2 separate regions of the Hordeum vulgare genome follow, and region 2 is linked to region 1. Evidence: chromatin contacts called from public Hi-C data. All regions are on one chromosome and are shown on one strand. Each heading gives the region's core, a stretch centred on a gene start, on an enhancer-like site or on the middle of the called end of the contact. The rest is flanking DNA. Distances are from core to core; before and after follow the strand shown.

Region 1 (6,489 bases), core at 2,392-4,891:
GCTTGCGGACAAGCGAGGACTAAGCTTGGGGAGTTGATACGTTCATTTTGCATCATGATTTTATATTGATATTTATATTATTATTGTTCATTATTCCACATTATGATATAGTTCTTATGCCTTTTCTATCTGAATGTACAAGGTACATCATGAATAGGTAAACTGTCGGAAACTATAAATTTGGACGTAAAAACCATGAAAAAGGATGAAAAATCACTAGACTTCAAATGACCCGAAACTTTATGGAGAATTTTTGTGTAATATATGTGAATTATTAGGCCAAACATATACAAGAGGGGGATTACCTCCTGGCCACAATCCAAAGGGGCACGCCCTGTTAGTTTGTGGGCCCCTCGCAGGTCCCCAGGCCTCCCTCTTGTGATATATGGTGTGTTTTGACCTAAAAAATAAATAAGGATAGACTTTCGAGACGAATTGCCGTCGTATCGAGGCGAAAACCTGGGTAGAGGTCCTTTTTCTCTTTGGCACAGTGATTCTCCCGGGAAGACTTCTCTCCGGGGCATGGAGGCGGGGGGAGGGGGTGGAGATCATAGTCATCATCATCACCAACGCTTCCTCCTTTGTGGAAGGACCAATCTTCATCAACATCTTCACCAACACCATATCATCTCAAACCCTAGTCCATCTCTTGTACTCAATCTTTGCCTCAAAACCTTAGATTGGTACATGTGGGTTACTAGTAGTGTTGATTACATCTTGTAGTTGATGCTTGTTGGTTTACTTGGTGGAAGATATCATGTTTAGATCCTTAATCATCATTATTACACCTATGATCTTGAACATCTTGATGAAGTGTGAGTAGTTACTTTTGATCCCGGAGACATGGTAGAAGTCTTGTTATAAGTAATCATGTGAAGTTGGTACTCGTTCGATATTTTGATGATATGTATGTTGTTGCTTCTCTTAGTGGTGTCGTGTGAACGTCAACTACATGGAACTTTACCATGTTATGGGCCTAAGGGAAGGTATCGTGGAGTAATAAGTAGATGGTGGGTTGCTAGAGTGACAGAAGCTTAAACCCTACTTTATGCATTATTTCATAAGGGACTCATTTGGATCCACAAGTTTCATGCTATGATTAGATTTCTCTTAATTCTTATTTTGTAGTTGCATATGCTTGTGAGGGGGGTGGTAATCATAAGTGGGTTGCTTGTTTAAGTAAGAACAACATCTTAGCACTGGTCCACCAAGATATCAAATTATCAAAGTAACCAACGCGAATTAACTCAACATGCAGAACATGACTAGGCGGAAATTCCCATGTGTCCTCGGGAGCATTTGCTTCATTTAAGATTACTTTCAAGCCTATGGTTTTCTACAAAAAGGATCGGGCTAACTTGCTACACACTTTTTTACTATTGTTATGTGTCATTTGTTACGAATTATCTTGCTACAAAACTATCTATCACCATTGCTCACAACACTTCTAGAGAATACCTTGCTGAAACTGATTATCTTTTCCTTTTGTTCCTCGTTGGGTTCGACACTATTACATATCGAAAGGACGACGATTGATACCCTATACTTGTGGGTCATCAGCATCTTGTTCGATGCTTGACAGAGCACGCATGTTGAGTCTGTTCGATTCGGCACCCCAGCCAGACATTGACTATGTGCTTCAGCAGTGTACAAACCGAAGCCCATATTTTTCACGTGTCCATGCTGCCCTCAAGTCTCTAGTTAAATTTCTTGCCAACGAGACCTCAAGAGGTGGGTGAAGAAAAGCTACGCCAATTGTTTGGCTTACACATGCATTGGCTCAGCAGGTTGGGCAAAACCAAAGAAGTCCGTTGTATTTTCTTTTTGAGAGAGAAAGAGCATGCGGGTCGCGTAAGTGAAGTGCTTGTGTTTATGCGATGCCCAAATAATGCAAAAGAACCATTATCAAAAGGATATATGTGATGCAATGGATAAAAATGATGATTACTCACATAGTTATTGCTCACTGAGTTTCCTCGTGCCTCTCTTGGTCAACAAAGTGATGCAACTCGACACGGCTACGATAGCGCAGTAATACGCACCAAGATGTCCATCCTAGGCATCGTCGTTCTTGTATCTCCATGCATCCGGACTACACGACGCCTTCATCTACTAGCACACGTCCATATCTCACGTCGAGCCGCCACTGGAATGCCTCCGGCTTCTTGGATCACATTGTCTCCACAAGTCACTTGTGCATTAACTCCCAGCCATACGGATGTGCACTACACGACAATAGCATACTCATCCTATTTGATGCCAACATTTATGGTTCTACCCCTCTCTCTTTTGTACTTGTATAGCAAAAATAATAATGGAATTCCTTTGACCCACGTTTTTAGGTTCATCATCTTCTGTCCTGCTTTGTTGTTTAATCAATCAATAGTACATTCGCACACAATAAAGAAATGGGACAAACTCTTGCCAAGGATGATATAGAAGTGCCACCTCTAGACCTTCGAACGAGGGGCGACCGCTTAGGGCCTAGGCCCGAGGGGAGCCCATAATCCTATGTGTTACATACGCTCGTACACATAAGCCCATACTCATTTCCAAAAAAGTGGCCCATTGTCCCATCTGTGTAGCTGTGCGTGGAACAAGGGTTGAATCCTATTCGACGCCTTAACCGCTTCTTAAAGGCCATTCAGTACGCAACACATATCCCTTCTCCTCGCTCGATCTAAATAGTTTGGCCGAGCGGAACGCACGAAAGGAATCTCACTCCTCCGTTTAGTGAAGTTGCTAGAAGCTTCCTGACCGGTTTTGGGAAGCTTCTCGAAGCTTTTAGACAATTTTTAGTATGTTTTATTTATTTATTTTTCTTCTTCTCTTTTCCTTTTTTTCATTTTTCCTCCTTTTACCTTTAAAAATTTGTGAAAATTATCAAATTCGAAAACTTGTCTTCAAATCTCTCGACCCTTTTTTCAAAAACATGGACTTTTTTCCAAATCCACAACGTTTTTTGAAAATGATGAAAATTTCCCAAACTCGTTAACTTTTATTAACCAAATCCATGATTTGTTTTTTAAATTTGATGATCTTTTTTTGAATTCTTGAACTTTTTTCAAAATTGATGAATTTGTTTCAAATCCATGAGTTTTTTGAAATTATGTACTTTTTTAAAAGTTATTGAACTTTTTAGAATTTGTGAATAGTTTTTCGAAATTGTTAATTTTTTTTCAAATAATTGAACTTTTGTTTTGAATTTGTGAACTTTTTCCAATTTGATGAAATTTTTTCAAATCCATGAACTTCGTGAATTTGTGAGATATTTTCAAATTTGTGATATTTTTAAAATCCACAAACTTCTTAGATCCAGACTTTTAAAATGCGTTAACCTTTCAAAATTTACTATTTTGTTGAAATTTGTGAAATTTTTCTCAAAAGAATTTAAATCTATGCACTTTTTCCGAAAGTCATGGCCATTGTTCAACAGCGAGTGGTGAGTTGTTTTTTCAAAAGCATTAGATCAAACCAACAACAGAAAAACAAATCGATAAAAAAACAATGGACAAAGCGAGCGACAGATTGAGTGGCCGATGCGGACGAACCTAGTAAACGAACATGAGCTGGCATAACTTTCAGCCGTGGGCCGTTAGCATTAGTGCGGACACCGGTTCGGCTCCCTAGCGCGGAATTTCCTATTTGACGCTCTTTCCGTCAGATACTCTGGCTTCATGCAAGGGGAGCGACCTAGCGATGAGATGGCCAGGCCCATTTAGTCGGTTTTCCCTTTATTCTATTTTTTCTTGGTTTCACTTCATTTTTTTTGCTTCTTCGTTTTTCATTTTTCTTTTTCGAGGTTATTTTACATTTTTCAAAATGACTTCATGTTCGAAAATTATTCTTAAAATTCAAAAAATATTCTTGATTTTCTAAAAATGTTCTAAATTTGATATAATTTCTATTTTTAAAAACCTATTCATAACTTCAAAAAATGTTGTAATTTTCAAAAAATGATTGGGGTATTTAAAAAATGTTCCTGTTTTTCATAAAAAATGGGAATGCCTTAGTTCAAAATTTTCAATTTTTTTAAAATAATGTTCAAGTGCGATAAAAAATGCTCCTGTTTTCAAAAACTGTTCGCAAATTGCAAAAAAATTCACGTTTTCTTTCTTTTGAGAGTTTCAAAATTTTTCCAAGTTTCACTAGTTGTTTCCAACTTTTTCCAAAAACTGTTTAACAATTTCAAAAAAATTGTTCCAGTATTTCAAAAATTGTTCACACATTCAGAAAATGACGTGTTTCAAAATATGTTCACTAGTTCGCATTTTTTTATTTTGTTCACAAATTAGAAAATGTTCGGGAAACTGAAAAAAGTTCGATTTCTTAAATTAAAGCAAGAACATGCTTGTGTCTTTTCTTTTACTTTTCTATTTCCATTATTTACTTTTCTTGTATACTTTTATTTTTTAAAAGTTCATGTTTCAAAAATTGTTTGGAAACTTAAAAAATGTGTGTCCTTTCAAAAAATGTTAAATTTTTTAAAAATAGTCTTGTTCAAATAAACTGTTCATAAATTCAAATAATGTGTGCACTTTAAAACATAAATTCGGACATTTCAAGAAATGTTCTCATTTTGCAAAATTGTTTGGGATTTCAAAAAATGTTTATGTTTTCAAAAATTGCTCACAAATTTCAAGAAATGGTCTACTTTTCAAATTTTGTTTACGTATTTCAAATGTTGTTTCTGTTTTTGAATTTTATTCACAACGGCGCAATGCAATACGGAGGGCCACCTCCTCCACATCGACGTTCGACCCTTCGGAGTCGCTTCCGTCGCCAGCCATCAAATCAGAGTGTGCGGAGGGGAAGTGGAGTGGACGGAGAGTGAACTGTCGAATGTCTAGGGGTTATTAGTGGGGTCCGCGTTGGGCCGGTATGACGTGCTGGTGGGATTGGTGGTGGGCCACAGAGTGAGGCGGGCGTACCCCCCATATCCGCTCTATATTTGAGCTGGATATGAGGGGTGCCAGTCAGCGTGAGTGTTTGAGGCCGGTTTAGGGAGTCCGTGTGGGTCGATTTTTTGTGACCGGACAGTCACCGGATGGCTTACCCAAACATTTAAGGAGGGTTTGAGGGGTCCGGCTATAGATGCTTCTAGGCCTACCTACATTGTACATCCATAATCCATCCCCTCAACTCCCCATCTGTTTATCAAGTTATTATCATTATTTGTTAGGCGGTGCGATTTGGCTATCGAGCTCATCTACACCCCTATAAATAGTAAAATCAAATAAAATACTAGAAACATTCATAAAATTTTGAATTTTGTTTGCATGACAGATGTTTCATGCATCAGGTTCATGCCAAATTTGAGCTCATTTTGACATTTGAGTAGCTCTCAGCAAAAAAAAACAAATATGAGATATGTAAAACAATGTAGTATTCATGTATTGTCCGGACAGATTTCATTTTTTGTTCAAAGTTACTCGGATGTCCAAACGAGCTGAAATTTGGCATGAACGTCACACACTCAAACATGTTCCATGAAAATGACTTTGGAAGTTTTCAAAAAAATTCAGTATTAGTTTTAATTTTGTTGTTCATAGGGTGCACATGAGCGCGGGCTTATAAATGGATATTTTGTATTTGTCATGTTATATTAGATTGTTAGCGTTCTAATTTTCAAAATCGTAAAGTCCTAATTTCATTTAGGTGTTAAAATATCGCATTAGAAGCATTTGTCTAGTATTGAGAAGAAAATAAGGAGATGATAGGTTTATTGAATGACAAAGGCGTGCTTCAAATAAGTCATTTCATTCGCAAGTAATGTTGATCTCAGCGAAGAACAATCCATAACCTGATCCCGGACATAACATCATTACAACAAAATATAGTTACTGAGGTCAATGAAGATGCTATACAGATCAAAATTTAAATACACATGTTGATGTTAACGAGGATAATATCAAGGAGAAAATTTTGCAGCCTTCATCGGATACCAAAAATCGAATGGAGAAGGATATAGTGGATCATGGTGAAATACAACGGGGGTGGCTTGCCTAAGGGAGCTCGATGATTGGAGGGAGGTCGGAGGCCCGAAAGGAGCGTGTTGATTAGACTAGAGTGCAAGCCAAGTAAGGTTGTTGATGGAGGCCGGTTAGATTCGTGTATAAACCCTAGCCCCGCCATCGATATAAGGCGAGGCTAGGGATTAGCCATATCGATCTACTCTTGTAGAAACAAACTCTTGGTGGTCATACACCATCCCACATTGTAATCCTCACACAAGTATTCCATCATGAATACAAACCATTAGTAGGATGTAGATGTTACCCCTCTAAGGGGGCGACATCAAAACTTGCTTAATTCCTCATCTAACCTCCGCTTTGGTAATTTTGACCGCGTTTGTCACCCTACCGAGGGTACTGAAGGTGTAAGTATGGCCATGTGACCCGCTAGGCACATGCTACACTGGTCGGATAATGAACCCGGATCAGATCCTTGTTCATGCCCAAAACTACATGCCGAGCCAAACCTTCACAT
Region 2 (6,489 bases), core at 2,132-4,631, 410 kb after region 1:
ACGATGAAGAAGGAGGCTGCCTACACGGAGTTGATGACACCTTGAGCGTGGAGGTTTGGATTGCCGATCCGGCAAGGCAAAAATTCTAATAAAAAATTCATCGAATCTCGTATTTATATTATTTTGTGATCAGCTATGTACAAACTAAACATACTTGCCTATTTTTGGTTATGACCGGGCATCTGATCAAGCGCGCACAATGAATCAAACTTTACGTGAATTTTGAATTGCACGTGGACATATACATATATACATGACAACTTTGGATTGATGAATCTTGCATCCATGTCTCTAGACTGGCCCCTCCTCTGAGAGGACGAACGTGGGAGGAAATTTATAGGTTGGTGTTAGCATACCCTTACAATTATCAAGCTTTATTTTTTAAGAGAAATGATTATGTCCAACTGATTAAAAGCGTGTTACACGGCTGCCACCTTCTTTATGCTACGTGTGTATATGTGGCGAAGTGAACCTTATCTCTTCTTTTTTACAGACTTATTGCATCTTCTTTCTTCGTCACGCGTACGCACCTGCAATGACCATGACTAGATGAAGGGCGTGCATGCGTATGCTAGGGGTGTGGCTCTGGCTGGGGCACACACGCACGACGCATAGGGCCCGGGCACAAATGAGCTTCTCCATGGCCATGGCCATGGCTTTCGTATTCGAACGTGCAAATGCCTTTTTTACAACAATGTCTTTTGATGTGTCTTTTCGCAACATTGGCGGTGTTTCAAATGACGGCGGCGAATGACGCTTGTGCTTCTGTGACATGCATCGACAACAACGACTGAATTTCTGCACATCATTTTCGCTACAAAATTGCGTGCAACATTCTTCAACGGGTAGATCTTTATTGCAACATTTTCGACATCACCACTGTTGCATACAAAAAATGAATACGGAAAAATGTTCTACAACACCACTTACACGATTTTCCTACAACACAACCCGAGTTACAAAAAATTATGCAACAAGATCTTTATTGCAAAATAAAGGATGTTGCTCGATCGCTAGATTGTGCCATATCTGACGGCTACCGAGACAACAGATCTTTTACAAAGATTCATCGCGTAGCGCACCCTTTTTAAAGGGTAATTAAGAAGCTCCCTAGAAATAAAGTCCTAGAAAAGGTTTAATTTTGTTTCTCCAAGTGAACCACATATTTAAGGAGGGGCTAAGCTAACGCCATGACCCCCCAAGACCTCCTATACCACACTTGTGGCATGAGCACTCAGCTCGCGCTCAAGCGCACGTGCTATGGGCCGACCCAACTAAACTCACCTCGAGCGCTCGCCCTTGATCGCGTGGTTCAACCACTAGAACATTGACCAGTCAAACAGCTCATCGTTGACTTTCTAAAAAATTAAATTTGAAAAACTAAATGTATTTTTACAAATTTGAGGTAAAAAAACAAGTTTGAGAAAATATCAGAAAAACAAAGCTTCACAGAATCGGGAACAAAATCATCTTTTGACTAAAAAGTACACGCATTTGACAAAATTGACGGATACGAAAAAAGTCAGGCATTAAAAAAGTTCATTGATTTTGAATTAAAAAAATCATGAATTCAAAGAAAGATCACTAGATTTGAAAAAAATCATGATAAAAAAGTTTAAAAATTTGAGAAAAGTCCATCAATTTTGAAAAAGTTCATCAATTCTGAAAAACGGTTCACTGGATTTTCAACATGAAAACAAAATTCATCCATTCTGAAAAATGTTTGCGAAAAAAATCAAATGTTTACACGAATTTGAGTAAAGTTTTGAATTTGAATAGGTTTGCTAATATTTAAATAAAATAAAATGATTATATAAAAAGAAACATAAAACAAAAACCCGAGTAAAAAACATATGAAAGACCAGCCAAGCAAAATATAAAAAGATTTGGAAGGTGGAAAATAAAAAGCAACAATAGTATTAAGCCTTATACAATGCAAGACGATTAGGTGAGGTGCTTAAAAAATAAAACCGGTTTTTGTTAGGTACGAGTGTTTATTTGTCGAGGATAGACGTGTAGTTAGGTGTCTCTTCTGTAGAAATAAATATCTGTGCTTAAAAAAATGATTTATTTTTAAAACATCTTCCTAAACACGTAACATTAGGCCTGAGTAGGCACAACAGGTTAGCCTTCTGAGTTGGTTACTGAGTTTGAAAGGAAACGGTGAGGTTCTGACTTACGAGAGCTGCTATGTGACGTGTTTTGCGTCAACTAGCCATCGCTTTGCACAGAACAAACAGCCAATTTGGCGAGCTTTCTGGCCGCGCTGCGCGTTTCACTGTTTCTGCACGCCGGCCGTTTAACTGTTTTCCTATTTCACTGACCATTTGGCTGTTCCTGTTACCGTTTCACTACTTTAGCGCTTTTCACTGTACATTTGGCTGTTCCTTGTACTATTTCAAATGGTAGTACATTGTTCTGCAAAATTCTGTTTCTACAACATTTACAAAGCGGACATGTTTTAGAAATGAAGAACATATTTTAAATTTGGGAAATAAAGATCATTTTTCAAAACAGGAACGATTTTAGAGTTGTGGACAAATATTGAAGAACAGGAAAATGTGAGCAAAATTTTCAAATTCCGGAACATTTTTTCAAATTCTGGAACATTTATTAAATTCTATAATATTTTAACAAAATCTGGAACATTTTAACAAATTCGGGAACATTTCCTAAAAAACTTGGTTAGTTTTAAATTCCGAAACATTTTTCAAATTCCTGAATATTTTTTCAAAATCCGGAACATTTTCACAAATTCCGGAATATTTTTCCAAAATCTGGATTTTCAAATTCTGCAACATTTTTTCAAATTCCAGAACATTTTCACAAATTTCGGAACATTTTTTCAAAATCTTGAAAATAAAATCAAATTCCGGAACATTTTTCAAATTCTGAAACATATTTTTTCAATATTCGGAACATTATTTCAAAATCTTGAACATTTTTTCAAATTCTGGAACATTTTTACAAATTCCGGAAAGTTTTTTCAAAATCTTGAACATTTTTTCAAACTATAGATCATTTTTCAAATCCTAAAACATTTTTTCAAATTCCAGAACATTTTTTGAAAATTCAGAACAATGTTGAAACAGAAATAGAAAAAAAAGAAACAAAAACAGAAACAGAAAAAACAGAAAAAAAATAAATAAAAAAGTTTCGGTGAACCTTTTAGAAGTTTTCTTAAAACAGGAAAAAACCAAGTGGAAACCTTTAGAAGGTTTCCAAAACCGGAATCGGTGAAAGTTTGAACGGGCCGGCTCAAACCCAGTCGCTCGCTCGCACCCACTGTGTGAAGCGGCGACTATTTGCCACAATGAGCGGCGAATAGGAAATTCCCTGACTTACAACCTCACTTTTTGAAGGTTGAAAAAAGTAAATGGGCTGAGTCCGGGATGTAATGGGTGTGCGTCGGTTTGTTTAGTTGCATCTATCCGAATAGGGAGCTCCTACCTGCTCGGTGCAGCAGGAAGTTCCGAGCCGCACAGTGGGGGCACCCCGAGTCGGCTGGCCCAACTTTGATTCCTTTTTTTCTTTTCATTTTCTTTTACCTTTTTCCTCTTCTGTTTATTTTCTTTTTTGGCTCCTTTTTTCCTCCATTTTTCTTTCTTTTTGTATTTGAAGAAAAAACGTTTTTCGAATTTAAAGAACACTTTATGAAAATCCAGAACATTTTTTCAATTTATCAATGATGTTTGAAAAATGATTTTATTTTTGAAATTTGGAACATTTTATAGAAGCAAGATCATTTTTTGAAAATTTAAGAACAATTTTCAACATTTAAAAACAATGTTTGAACACAATCTAAGTCAAGAAATTAATCTAAATTCTCATACTTAAAACATATTTAGAAAACCTCAAACATTTTCTGAAAACTGGGAATAAATTTTGAAAATCAAAAAGGTTTTTCAAAGTTATAATATTTTTTTTTAAAGAAATGTTTGAATTAAAAAAAACTTCGAATTTGAATAACAACTTTTGAAAATCCAGAATATTATTTGAAAATCCGAAATATTTTTTGAAGATCCTGAGCATTTTCTTGAAAATCGAAAACATTTTCCGAATTTGAAGTACAATTTCTGAAAATGCCAAACATTTTTCAAAAATCCAAAACGTTTTTGAAAATCCAAAACATTTTCTAAAAGTTCACAACGTTTTTATAAAATCCAGTTTTTTTTAAAAAAAAAGCATTTTTGAACTCGAAACACATTTTTAAAAATCCAAAACATTTTTTGACAATCCAGAATATTTTTTAAATCGAGAGAGAAAAAGAACAAAATAATAAAGAAAAATGAAAACAAAACAAAAAAGGTTCACGAAACCTTCTACAAGTTTTTCAAAACTGGAAAAAGGTGGCTGAAAACCTCTAGAAGGTTCCTAAAACCGGGATCACTCAAAGACGCTAGCGGGACCGGTCCAAATCCCATGGCTCGCTCTGAAATCCTGTGTGTTTGCGTGACTAGCAGCAGCAAAGAGCGGCAACTATGGTTTTCCATCTGAATAGGCGTGAGGACGCCAACCACCCCGACCCACAACACAGGAATATATATTTTTTGAACTTCGACGACATTTATTGAACAATAGTCATGTGTTAAAAGAGAGGGGATCTAGAAGGTTACTCCCTCGGCATTGCCATTGCACATGACTACTTATGCCTATGTTTGGCGGCGGGCAAAAGGCATGTGGCGACGCACCTTGCAGGTCACAGCCGATCAACACCAATGGTGGAAGTTGTCACGTTGCGCGTGATGACCACGACAATGCGCAACAAAATTAGTGGTGAGTCCCTCTTTCATTAGTTTATTTGATAATTGATGTGACAATATGGATCTGCAATTCCGCGTTAGGATTTAGGTTGCATCAATTTCTTGATTTAGATGGCATTGATCAGGTGCAACAATCTCTTGTTTTATCCTCACAAAATGGTACTAAAAAATTCGACACAACACACCGATTCTAAATCATTCGGATTTAGTTTGTCAACGATAGTCTAAAAAGAAAACATATAAAAGCACAATCCATAGTTATACATTACTTGTATTCACAAAAGTAACAATATACAAAGATAAAACGTATATACGCAACAAAAAACAATGAAGGAACAATCGGTTATACTGTTGCATACAACCTTCCCTGCAATTACCTTGTACCGAAGATCTTCTCCGTCGTTGGAGAAGAAAAGCACAAGAATCCGAGCCTATTCAACGTCGGATCCATGGCCAACACCAACCCCCCCTTCAACAAGCGGTCAGATTCTGCACCGTCTTCCGCAAATCTGTAATAGTCATCACCACTCGATTCCAAGAACGGCCCATCCCCGCCATCATGCCAAGACGCAATGGTGGATCGAAGCGGCTCAGATAGCTTGGAATCCACAAGTCTCCCGTTGGTGCGAGCAACACCTCCAACGAGCAGGAGCAAGGACTAGAAGACTATTATTCCTAGAAGGACCATCGGCATGAGCCCCACCATGACACCGATAGAGGAATCTCAAAAAAACTAGAAACCCTAAGACTACTAACGTCCGACTGAGAAACCGGGCTCCTCTCCCCCTCGAGGCGCCAAGATAACAGTCGGAGAGGAAGGGGAGCAGCAGAGTCACCCGCCGACGCCATGCATCTGGAGCACCGCCACCTCCGCTTTGGTTTCGCGAGAGGAGCGGTTTGAGGCGACGGTTTGGACAATCGACTAGTAATGCATTTGAGATATTTTTAATCGTTGTTTGTGCCTGGGATTTTGTATAGTCGTGGTGAGGAAAACAAAATATTCATCTGCCTAGGAGTTTCTTGTCTCACAATGTGAAAAAAGAAAGCCAACTACTTTGTTGCTTTGAGGAGGGAGTTGGTTCGAGCAAACTCCGAGAGCCATATCGAACTATCTCTCAAATTTCTCAATAGATTTGCTATGTTAATTTTTTTTGTCGAATCCAAGTACACACCTCTTATGCCCAAATCCTCGTCCCGCCCATGTACTTAAGGGCCTGGTTGGGTTGTGGATCCAACGTGACAATATTAGAACTGACACAACCACAAACTATATAGTGCTAAGTTACGTTGGCGATTTTTTTCTAAGTCGGTTTAGTAGTCAAATTTTCTATTATAATACTTTTCAATTTTTTAAGAATATATATTTTCTAGGAAACTTTAAGAATAGATAGGATTGTTAACAAATGCGTAGGTGTGCGGGCCATGTGTATGTTACATCGGTCAATTTTCCTGTTATTTTTTTTGGATAATGTTTTTTTTATTTGAACCTTCTTTTTATTAAAAAATATTTTTTTTGGGAGTTTCAAAAAATATTCACAAAATTCAAGAAACATTTGCGTATAAGAAAATTTTATTAACGGATTCATGAATTAGAAAATTTTATTCACGGATTCAAAAAAATGTTCAAGAATTTTAAAGGTTTACACGATTTTTTTAACACATGTTTTTTTATCTTAAAATCTTAAAAGCGGCCGCGCGCTAATTGGAGATAACGGGCGGCTGGTTG

Evidence for each region. Hi-C and Micro-C count contacts between places; a contact is called where the count stands out from the background.
Region 2: a Hi-C map of leaf shows a contact between it and region 1, with 4 times the contacts expected there. The contact joins two enhancer-like sites. A contact is called at or near these places in 2 of 6 Hi-C or Micro-C datasets (leaf and seedling).

The regions. Positions count from the first base shown.
Region 1 is chr3H:492,771,835-492,778,323 of MorexV3_pseudomolecules_assembly, forward strand. No RefSeq gene overlaps it. Among protein-coding and RNA genes, the nearest start is that of LOC123440269, 76 kb to the right of the region's middle. Within about 2 kb of position 3,642, at least 2 of the 3 cell types and tissues checked have open chromatin away from gene starts, as enhancers often do. A contact at or near this core is called in leaf, where this site is marked.
Region 2 is chr3H:493,177,455-493,183,943 of MorexV3_pseudomolecules_assembly, forward strand. No RefSeq gene overlaps it. Among protein-coding and RNA genes, the nearest start is that of LOC123444442, 170 kb to the left of the region's middle. Within about 2 kb of position 3,382, at least 3 of the 3 cell types and tissues checked have open chromatin away from gene starts, as enhancers often do. A contact at or near this core is called in leaf, where this site is marked.